Regions from separate parts of the Oryctolagus cuniculus genome. Here region 1 is linked to region 2. A link is a contact called in public Hi-C data. All regions are on one chromosome and are shown on one strand. Each heading gives the region's core, a stretch centred on a gene start, on an enhancer-like site or on the middle of the called end of the contact. The rest is flanking DNA. Distances are from core to core; before and after follow the strand shown. Region 1 overlaps LOC127483462 (a long non-coding RNA gene). Region 2 has its middle 18 kb from the start of TARBP1.

Evidence for each region. A called contact is a pair of places that touch in the nucleus more often than the background predicts.
Region 1: a contact with region 2 is called in a Hi-C map of psoas muscle, with 4 times the contacts expected there. The contact joins two enhancer-like sites. A contact is called at or near these places in 3 of 6 Hi-C or Micro-C datasets (ear pinna, psoas muscle and skin fibroblasts).

Annotation. Positions count from the first base shown.
Region 1 is chr13:53,869,387-53,874,344 of mOryCun1.1, forward strand. All of the region lies in intron 1 of LOC127483462 (a long non-coding RNA gene), which reads right to left. LOC127483463 (a long non-coding RNA gene) reads right to left here. Exons shown (of 3, transcript XR_011381516.1): 2 at 2,120-2,308; 3 at 1,632-1,862. Among named protein-coding and RNA genes, the nearest start is that of IRF2BP2, 37 kb to the right of the region's middle. Within about 2 kb of position 2,570, at least 1 of the 8 cell types and tissues checked has an H3K27ac peak or open chromatin away from gene starts, as enhancers often do.
Region 2 is chr13:53,801,036-53,805,915 of mOryCun1.1, forward strand. No RefSeq gene overlaps it. Among named protein-coding and RNA genes, the nearest start is that of TARBP1, 18 kb to the left of the region's middle. Within about 2 kb of position 3,291, at least 4 of the 8 cell types and tissues checked have an H3K27ac peak or open chromatin away from gene starts, as enhancers often do.

The DNA of each region.
Region 1 (4,958 bases), core at 1,320-3,819, 68 kb after region 2:
CACACTGCACCCTCACACTCATTTCCAGGAATCCAACCTCATGCCAAAGTTACTCAGATATCTCTGGCATGGCCCCATCCTCCTGACTGACAGAGTGAGGCCTCACACAGAATGTGGGCTCAAACCGATCCAGGTACTTCAACTTTCCTGCCTGCGAGGGCTTTGGCACTGCCACGTGCATATTGATTCCGCCCCCCTTCCCCCACTGTTTCAGTTCACTAGAATTTTCTGGTATTCCTTACTGTATTACGGTATTCACTTTCAGTCAACAACAAGCCTGTGTTTCTGGTCAGGCCTTCCCTTGCCCATCGTGCTATCCTAGTGGTACCTATGGGAGGTCCTACCTGGGGCCGGAGTCCTCCTAATCATGTTCCTTCCAGGGCCCACGCAAGCATGTCAGGCACTAGGCGTACAGGAAAGGGAGAAACCACAATAAACGAACACGGGCAGGAGCAGAAGTAGCATCCAGTCTTAACAGCTCTCGCTTTACAAGTCGAGTCCGGAGGCCTGGGCTCCGTGTCCTATTTTTCCTTATAGCTCAGGCCCTCGTTTCTCCCATGTTAAGATGCCAAATGCCTCTGACAGGCCTCTTTATCTCCTACTTCTGTGACTTTAATCTGTCATACACACGGCTGCCAGATTTAACTTCCTAAACGAGGCTCTCCTCATACCCCCCGCCTGTTTACAAACTTCCATGCTCCCCCCGTGCCTCCCAAATGAAGCACATGTGTCTCTCGCTTGCATCCCAGACCCAAACTCTATCCAGCATGGCTGGGATCAAAGGGGCTTCTACCCCATGGCTCTGGGCACTGCCAGTGTTTTCTGGCTTCGGTGGTCTGCTCACTCTCTTCCTTGCAAACATGTCAACCGGGCAGCTTTCCTTGATGCACACACATAGCTACACACAGCTGGAACTGCACTTTTCCAATCACTTTGCCCAAATCCCTCTTCAATGCCAGTCATCCTCCAACTGGATTTCTCTTCCTTCCTAGATCATGAGCGGCTTGGAAGAAGCTGCACCACCGACCTCAGCACCGCCAGAGTATCAGGCCCACAGTGGGCTCGCCAGAGAGATTTGCTAAAGTGATTTATCATCTTCCAGTTGGACCATACATTTAGTTTCTTCCCTTTCTCCCTGCCCCCCTGCCAGTCTTTATATTCCTAAAATAAATACATAATGATGTTAGGGGCAAGTGATGTGGCAAAGTGGGTTAAGGCCCCAGTCTGCAGCGCCAGCATCCCATATGGGTGCCGGTTCGAGTCCTAGCTGCTCCATTTCTGATCCCGCTCTCTGCTTTGGCCTGGGAAATCAGTGGAAGATGGTCCAAGTCCTACCCATGTGGGAGATCTGGAGGAAGCTTCTGGCTCCTGGCTTCAGTTCAGCTCAGCTCCGGCCATTGCAGCCATCTGGGGAGTGACCCAGTGGATGGAAGCTCTCTCTCTAGCCTCTGCCTCTCTGTAACTCTGCCTTACAAATAAATAAATAAATCTTTTTAAAAAAAAAAAGTATAGTGATATTATAGGAAATGGTTATTTAATCATAATAAACATAAGCAACGCACCCCAAAACATGCCTTGCAAAGAGAGGACTTAAAACCTAAGGTAGACCTTATACAATTATAAGTAGCCAATTTATAATAATTTTTAAAAATATTTATTTATTTATTTGAAAGTCAAAGTTACAGACAGAGAGGGAGAGACAGAGAGGGAAAGGGATCTTCCATTTGCTGGTTCACTCCCCAGATGGCTGCTGGGCCAGCCTGAAGGCAGGAGCCAGCAGCTTCTTTCAGGTCTTCCACGAAGGTGCAGGGGCCCAAGCACTTGGGCCATCTTCCACTGCTTTCCCAGGCCACAGCAGAGAGCTGGATTAGAAGTGAAGCAGCCAACATATAAACCAGTGCCAACATAGAATGCCAGCATGATAGCTTTATGATGGCTTTATCTGCTATGCCACAAGGCCAGCCCCTATAATAATTTTTTAAAAGCAATTTCATGTAGATCTACTTTGAGGTCACTGCCTCAACCTATAGGAAGACAAACTAAGTATTGAAATGATGACATTCAAACGGTAAACTAACTGTCACTTATTTATGTATGTTTTTATTTTTATTTTATTCACCTGAAAGGCAGAGAGAGCAACAGAGATCCTCCATCCATTGGTTCACTCCCTAGATGCCTGCAACCAGCTGGGGCTGGATCAGGCTGAAGCCAGGAGCCTGGAACTCCATGTGGATTTCCCATGTAGGTGGCAGGAACCCAACCGCCTGAGGCACACCTGCTGGCTCTCAGAGTGCCTGTTAACAGGAAGCTGGAACCAGAAGCAGAGCCAGCACTTAACCCCAGGCTAACCCAGGGTAAGGAAGGGCCTTCTAAAAATACAGCATAAGCTAGCTTCGGAATCAACTACAAGCCATACTGAACATAGAAACAGAAAAAAATCAGAGATCAGGCTTTCTGGATTACCTGACACCCTTTCGCAAGCAACTGGTAAACTGGCCACTCCTCCAGGCTGGGGGTGAGATGGGGCTGGGGTTGAGGGTGCTGGGGCCCGGGGCTGGGCTCTGCAGAGTCTGACCCTGCTTGCCAGGCGGCTCAGGTTGCGGGCCTGCCCTCCGCCCCAGGGCCGCGAGCCCCAGCTCTCAGACGGCGATATCATTACACCACTGCACAGGCTACCAAAATAACCACTGATATTCAGACACGCTTTCCCCTTCTTTCTTGGATCCTTGTTCCCCTGATAAATGTCAGGAGGCTTCTGGCAGAAAGCAAAGCTGGTTCAGCCGCAGAGATAATGAAAAAAGGGTGAGACTCAAAGAAATTGTTAATGAACACAGCAGGGCACTGAGCTGCACTGGGGCCCAGTGCTCTTCCTCTGGGCTTTTGCACCTCTGATCTCTGTCACTAGACTTTTCTCCAGAGAGGCAGCCCTGTTTCAGGGTAGCTGTCAATTTTCAGCATTGGCCCTCGTGGGGAGAAAAGGAGGGCCCTTCCTTTACTTTTATAACAATCAATGTCCACACAGCACAGGCCCGGTCAGGGCATCCAGGCCGGGTAAAATAGGGAAAAATGCTCTAGAAGAGATTCACAGAAAGCCAGGGAGAAAGCATGGAGGATGACATTTGGAAGGAGGAGTTGCACACCACAAAAGAAATTATGCGGGGAGGTGCTGTGGTGTAGTAGGCAGAGCTGCTGCCTGCCGTGCCGGCATCCCATATGGGCACTGGTTCGAGTCCTGGCTGCTCCACTTCTGACCCAACTCTCTGTTTAAGGCGTGGGAAAGCAGTGCAGGATGACCCGAGTCCTTGGGCCCCTGCACCTACACGTGAGACCCAGAAGAAGCTCCTGACTCCTGGCTTCGTATCAACGCAGCTTCGGCTGTTGCAGCCAGCTGCAGAGTGAACCAGTGGATGGAAGACCTCTCTCCTCTCTGCTTCTCTTTCTCTCTCTGTGTAATTCTGACTTCCAAATAAATAAATAAATCTTAAAAAAATTGATATATATATAATATATACTTTAATATAATTACACTTTTTTAATCCTTAGAGTGTAGCTATCAATGGAACAGATTATGTGAACATTTTGATATTTAAGGATATAATTGGTGATTTTACTAAAAAAGAGAATTATTAATAGATACATGGTAATTATTCAATTTATGTGTGTTTATTCTTATTGCTCATACACGTATTGATAGCAGAACCAAATCTCACAGGCTCGCAAATGATTAGACCCCTTTCTCCTCAATAGTTCTATAATTTTCAGTTATATTCCTCCGCAGTCATACTCAGCTTTACACATATTTTTTATTCTTTTCTTTTTTAAAAGATTTATTTATTTGAAAGACAGAGTTACAGAGAAGAAGAGGCAGAGAGAGAGAGAAAGGTCATCCATCTGCTGGTTCACTCCCCAGATGGCCACAACAGCCAGAGCTATGCCGCTGAGAAGCCTGGAGCCAGGAGCTTCTTCCGGGTCTTCCACACAGGCCCAAGGGCCCAGGGACTTGGATTATCTTCCACTGCTTTACCAGGCCATAACAGAGGGCTGGATTGGAAGTGGAGCAGCTGGGTCTTGAGCCGCCGCCCATACGGGATACCGGCACTGCAGGTGGTGGCTTTGCCAGCTACACCACAGCGCCAGCCCCTACACGTATTTTCTATTATTTTTTTTTATCATGAAGGAATATGAGGATACTCCAGGAATTTAATTAAAAATAGAATTAAAAAGATAATTCATTTTGCTACAAAGTTTTTAAAATTAATGCACGTGAGGGGTCTTAAAATGTTCACAAAAATGCAAAATTATGAAATTCCTGTGTGGATTTCAAAATTTTTTGCACCAAAATAAACTTATTTTTTTAATTTTGTTTTCCCAGCAGCCTTCTGAAGTGCATTTATTTTTGTTAAACTGGAAGGAGGGGGCATATTTTATCTAACAGTCTGTTTGCTTCATGAATAACTTCTTCATGTCTACACTTAGCCGAATCTGAGCTCCGGATGACAAGAATCGCAATGTCCCTGGCCACTCTGGTTGCGGGTGGTGAGTGTTCTAACTTTTACTGAGAGCTCACACCGGGAGTCAAGGTCCCCAGGGCTTTCCTGCATTCCATTCAGCCAGAGTGCTTTGAGGTAGCTTCTGTTACCAAGGTTTTGTGAGGAGGCTGGGTTGCAGGCAGGCTCACTCACTGGTTCCCAGTCACAGAACCAGGGGAGTGGCTCCTAGCTGCCTCACACTCTCCTTGGCATGGGCTGACAAGCCTCATTTTTCTCTCTTCCCTGATTACTTCTTAGAGACCGTTTGTTGAATGCTTGTATGATGTCATCTGTTATGTATCTTTTTAAAAATATCTGGACCAATATATCTATTATGGATTTCAAGCTCATTACATAATGTAGCATTCTATATGCATGTGCAAATAGGCACTTCCTAAATTATATTTTTGTACAATTATATTTGTAAAG
Region 2 (4,880 bases), core at 2,041-4,540:
ACACAGTGTTTGAGAATTTAGCTTACTTTTTCCCCTCATTGTCACGAGGCTATTCAAACCCCCTAAGTATGCTAACAGCTCCCAATTTTACAGTCTCTGTTTGAGCAACAGCCAAACAGCAATTACTAGGGTCCTGAACTGTGTGGAGACCGCGCTGTCTAGCTGGGGGCAGGGTGTGCAAAGCTGTACACTAATTAAGGGGTAGACCTCAGGCCCCCAGCCCACCTGCATAATGTAGCACCCTCAGCTTGAACATCAGCACCCTCTGAGAGGTCCTGGGATCCAGGCTTCACCTTATAAGGTTATTTATTTCAAAAGAATTCTTTGAGAATATGAGGTATCTGGCTTTAAAAAAAATCTCCATCTTAGCATCTCACACTTGGTACTATTAGAAATTCTAACAGAAATCGAGCCACGTGCCAATAGAAACATTAATATTTCATTGACTTACTCTTCTTCACACTACCCACTGCAAGAAGACAACTCACAAATAGCTATAATTGGCTTCTCTCTGAAGTCCTGAAGAAATATCTGGAAGAATGGGACACAAAGCTGGCCACATGCTTCACTGGGAACTTACTGTCCCAATTTTGTTTTGAAAATTGTCAAACCTAAAAAGTTGACTGAATTGAACAACATCCAAGGACATCCTGTGGCCTCTACCTGAATTCACCAGCTGTTCATCTGTTCATCTTTTATCATTCTCTCTCTCTCTCTTCCCCAAGATGACATTTGTGTATGTACATGTATGCATGCTGGTTAGAAGTCATTTGTAGGCTCCATGAATGCTTCTGAGAGAAAACCATTGTCCTTCCTAACCCCAGTGCCATGATTACACTCAAGAAGTCTAACATTGAGATACTAAAAGACAATTTTTAAAAAATACAAAAAGTATGACTCTTCTATAGATACAAAATTAACACATTGAAGGTTGTATTCAACTCATTATTTTTTAAAGTGTTATTTATTTATTTATTTGAAAGACAGTCACAGACACACACACACACAGAGAGAGAGAGAGACAGACAGAGAGACAGAGCAGTAGCCAAAGAGCTTTCCATCCACTGGTTCACTTCCCCAGTGGCTACAATGGCCAGGTCAAAGCCAGGAGCCAACAGCTTCTTCTGGGTCTCACACATGGGTGCAGGGACCCAAGCACTTGGGGCATCTTCCACTGCTTTCCCAGGCACTCTAGCAGAGAGCTGGATCATAAGTAGAGCAGCCAGGACTAGAACTGGAGTCCATATGGGATGCCGGCATCACAGGTGGCAGTTTAACCCCTTCCACCACACACTAGCCCCTCAACTCATAACTCAGGAGGGAACCATAGGATGTTACAACCAGTTCAAAAGAGTAGCCGAGGAAGAGACATGTGTATCTATGAGGACACTGAATGGAGGAAGCAAAGTGAGGCGAAATCGCCAAGGATGAGTGCATCGCTGTGCAGCCGCTCAAAGGCAACGGGAAGTGTAGAGTTCCTACTGGAGTCTAATTCGAGAATCCTGAGTGTGCTCCAGCCCAGGGTCAGCCATCCTTTTCCATAAAGGGCCAGACAGTGAACGTGTTGGGCTTTGCTGGCCACCGGTTTGTTAGACCTACATAAGTCTGCTGCTGCATATGGCAGTCGCACACGGTGGGCGTGTGAAGGAATGAGAACACGTGACAGTTGGATCCGCCCACTTTCTGTATTTGCTAACTCTAAACAATGCGTCCTTTCCACGGAGTCAGAGTAGATAGGAAAATAAGGTGTTGGTTGCCTTGGGCTGAGTTGTGTCCCTCCAAAATCCCTACGTTGAAGTCCTGATCCCCAGCTTATCAGAATGTGACTGGAGGGGCCAGCGCTGTGGTGCAGTAGGTTAATCCTCTGCCTGCAGTGCCGGCATCCATCTGGGTGCCGGTTCTAGTCCTGGCTGCTCCACTTCCAATACAGCTCTCTGCTATGGCCCAGGAACACAATGGAAGATGGCCCAAGTCCTTGGGCCCCTGCACCTATGTGGGAGACCAGGAGCTTCAGACTGGCCCAGCTCCAGCTATTGTGGCTGTTTGGGGAGTGAACCAGCGGATCAAAGACCTGTCTCTCTCTCTCTCTCTCTCTCTCCCTGTTTCTCCCTCTCTCTGGCTGTAGCTCTGCCTCTCAAATAAATAAATCAAATCTTTATTTAAAAAAAAAAAAAAGAATGTGACTAGAGTTGGAGATGGGGCTGTTAAAGAGGTGATATGGGCATCAAGAGGCCATTAGGACTGGCCCTGACACAGTGGGGCTGATGTCCTTGGGGGAAGAGGACATCAGGACACAGATGCACACAGAGGGGTAGTCCTGGCTGGACACAGGGAGCAGACGACAGCTACCAGCCGAGGAGAGAGAGGCCTGGGAAGGATCCAACCCTGCCGACATCATGGCCTGAGGCTTCCGGCCTCCAGAACCCTGACCTGAGCCCAACCTCCCACCCTGTGGCATTTTGTTGTGGTAGCCCTAGCAGACGGAGGCTCACATCTTCCAGTTCTGAACAGACAGCTACGTGATCAGCAGGCGCGTGAGTGGCACAGACCAAAGCTTTCTCTGAAGTTGTTGTATCTGCAAGATGTCCTTCTGAGGCAGAGGTGCGCCTGTAACCCCGAGTTTCCCAAGTTTTGAATGCCTTTTCTAAAAATCCTGATTAATAAAACGATTCTTGGAATACACGCTGGAAACACAAGTATGGGCCCAAAAAGTGGGGCGGACTTCTGAGGATGTGAAAACGCCTGTGGACCAAGCCTCGGGAAGTGCGGGATGCAGAAGCCTGGAGAAGAGTGGGTTCAGCAGGGGAGAGAGGGGGGCTCAGACCTGTGGGGTCACTAGGGAGGGGCCCAGGTGCTCCGTGCTGGGTACACCCATCGTCCCTGTGTGGACGACGACCTGCGGTATTGAGTATCCAGCTGTAGGATAAGGAACAGAGTACAGAACATGAGGCTTTCAGCAGCTTCCTTCGGGGCCTGGCGATCACTTCCCACAGAACTTAAAAGCCCACAATGGACTCCTGTGAATTCTGTCAATGGGGTAAAAGCCCGGATGATGCGCGCAGTGTCAGCTCCGAGCCACCAGATGGCGCGCGCAGTCCACCCTGCACCTGAGCCCGGCCTGCGTCTGTGCCAGCAGTGGCCCAAGGCCTTAGGAAATGTGTTACCGTGTCTCTTAAGGAGTGCCCTGCAAGGTGGTTTTTTAGAAAGCTCCTCTTCAGAGAAACATGTGAAACTCCACACTGCACAGCTGTGTACTTCCCGCTCTTTCCCTCCTGGGGACTCGCCAGCCGCATTTCCCGAGTCTGAAGAGTTTCAAAGCCGTGGAGTCTGTTCATTTGTTCTTAGGAACTGGAGACAGGGAGCACCGAGCTTCCGTGTTGAAGCCCACAGCGCCGAGGAAGCACAGTCGTGAAGGAAAAAACACCTCCTGCTAGCGCAGTGAGACATAAGATTTGTACGTAATCCCAAACCTCAGCCTTGAAGAGTTAATGATGTTATTCATGCCACTGGGGCATGAGAGACAGACTTGCGTGTTTGGGTGGTTACTGCTTGCCCAGAGCGGTGGAATGAGCCACAGGCTGAAGGCCAAGAGACTCAGGCCACCCATGCAGTGAAATAATCCCCCAGCAATGCAGTGCCCAGAGTGGAAATGAAAGTCAAGGGAATTGCTCCTGCAAGGCGTTCAGCAAATGTTCGGGGTAGCCACCCAGTCTGCAGCTGGCCCAGCTCTCGGTGCTGCACGTCTCAGCCCTGGGGTGGCACTGAGAGAGCAGGAAATGGTCGGAACCGAGCAATCGGATCACTCAGCTTGCGGAGTTTTGGGTCTTGAGCAGGGAACTCTGTTCTTATGTCCGGTTCCAACAGCAGTGAATAGTTAATAAGCTGGTTTGGAATGGAGAGTGCATTGCACTGGCTGGAAGGAGCCTTCAACAGGGCTTCTGACAGTCGCTGTTTATTTCCTTCTCTTTTTCCCTTTTTTGGAAGTAGGACCTGGGAAGGGCAGACAGACGCGATATTCACATCCATCATGTCCTAAGTTTTTGATGCATCCGAGACCTACAGGAAGAGAACGCGGTGGACTGGAACAAGTACCCTGGCGGGCACATACTCTGCATGCCGGGTGCTCTGTTCCACTGGCGTATGTCAGTCGCTCCTGGCGCTGATGTGGCCCTTGGCATTGGCCCAGGTTTTCACCTGAGAAACCCACGTTCAGAGAGGTTAAGCAGCTTGCCAACGTCGCACAGCTCGTATGCGTGAGAGCTAGGAGGTGGGATCCAGTAGGTCCCTGACTTCAACACCCGGGTTTGTTTTCCTTCACTCAAGCATTTCGTGGATTCCCAGTGAATTTCCTCGGCAGGAGGAGGGACCGACCCAGGAAAGCATTTAAAGGAATGTGAAAATAGAGCTCACATCCCGTCTGCAGCATTGTCCCCGAGGGAAAGCTAAACCACTGTGACTGTGCCCGGAGCCCAAAAAGTAGGAGCAAGACTTCGGAATTCAGACAGAGAGCCTAAAATACATGCAATAGATTTGATTTCCGTTTTCTCTAAAAATGGGACACACGTGTGTGTATTTTTAACAGGCTGCAAGAGGACCAAAGACGACCCTAAGGCATCAGCACAGTTGTCCCCGCCGCCCAGCTGGAAGGCGCACAGGCGGAGACAAGTGACCAGGAGAGCCAGGCGCGCGGTGGCGTGGGAGGGATCTCTGGCATTTCTGAGGACGCCTGTGTCGTGATTAAAATCCGGTCAAAGGAATGCTGCTAGCTCAACGGCCATCCCGCAGGCCCAGCCAGTGTTCCCAGCGGGATGAGGCGTGGTATACACATGCACACACACACGCGCGCGCACGTGCGCACATGCATGTGCACCCACACCCAC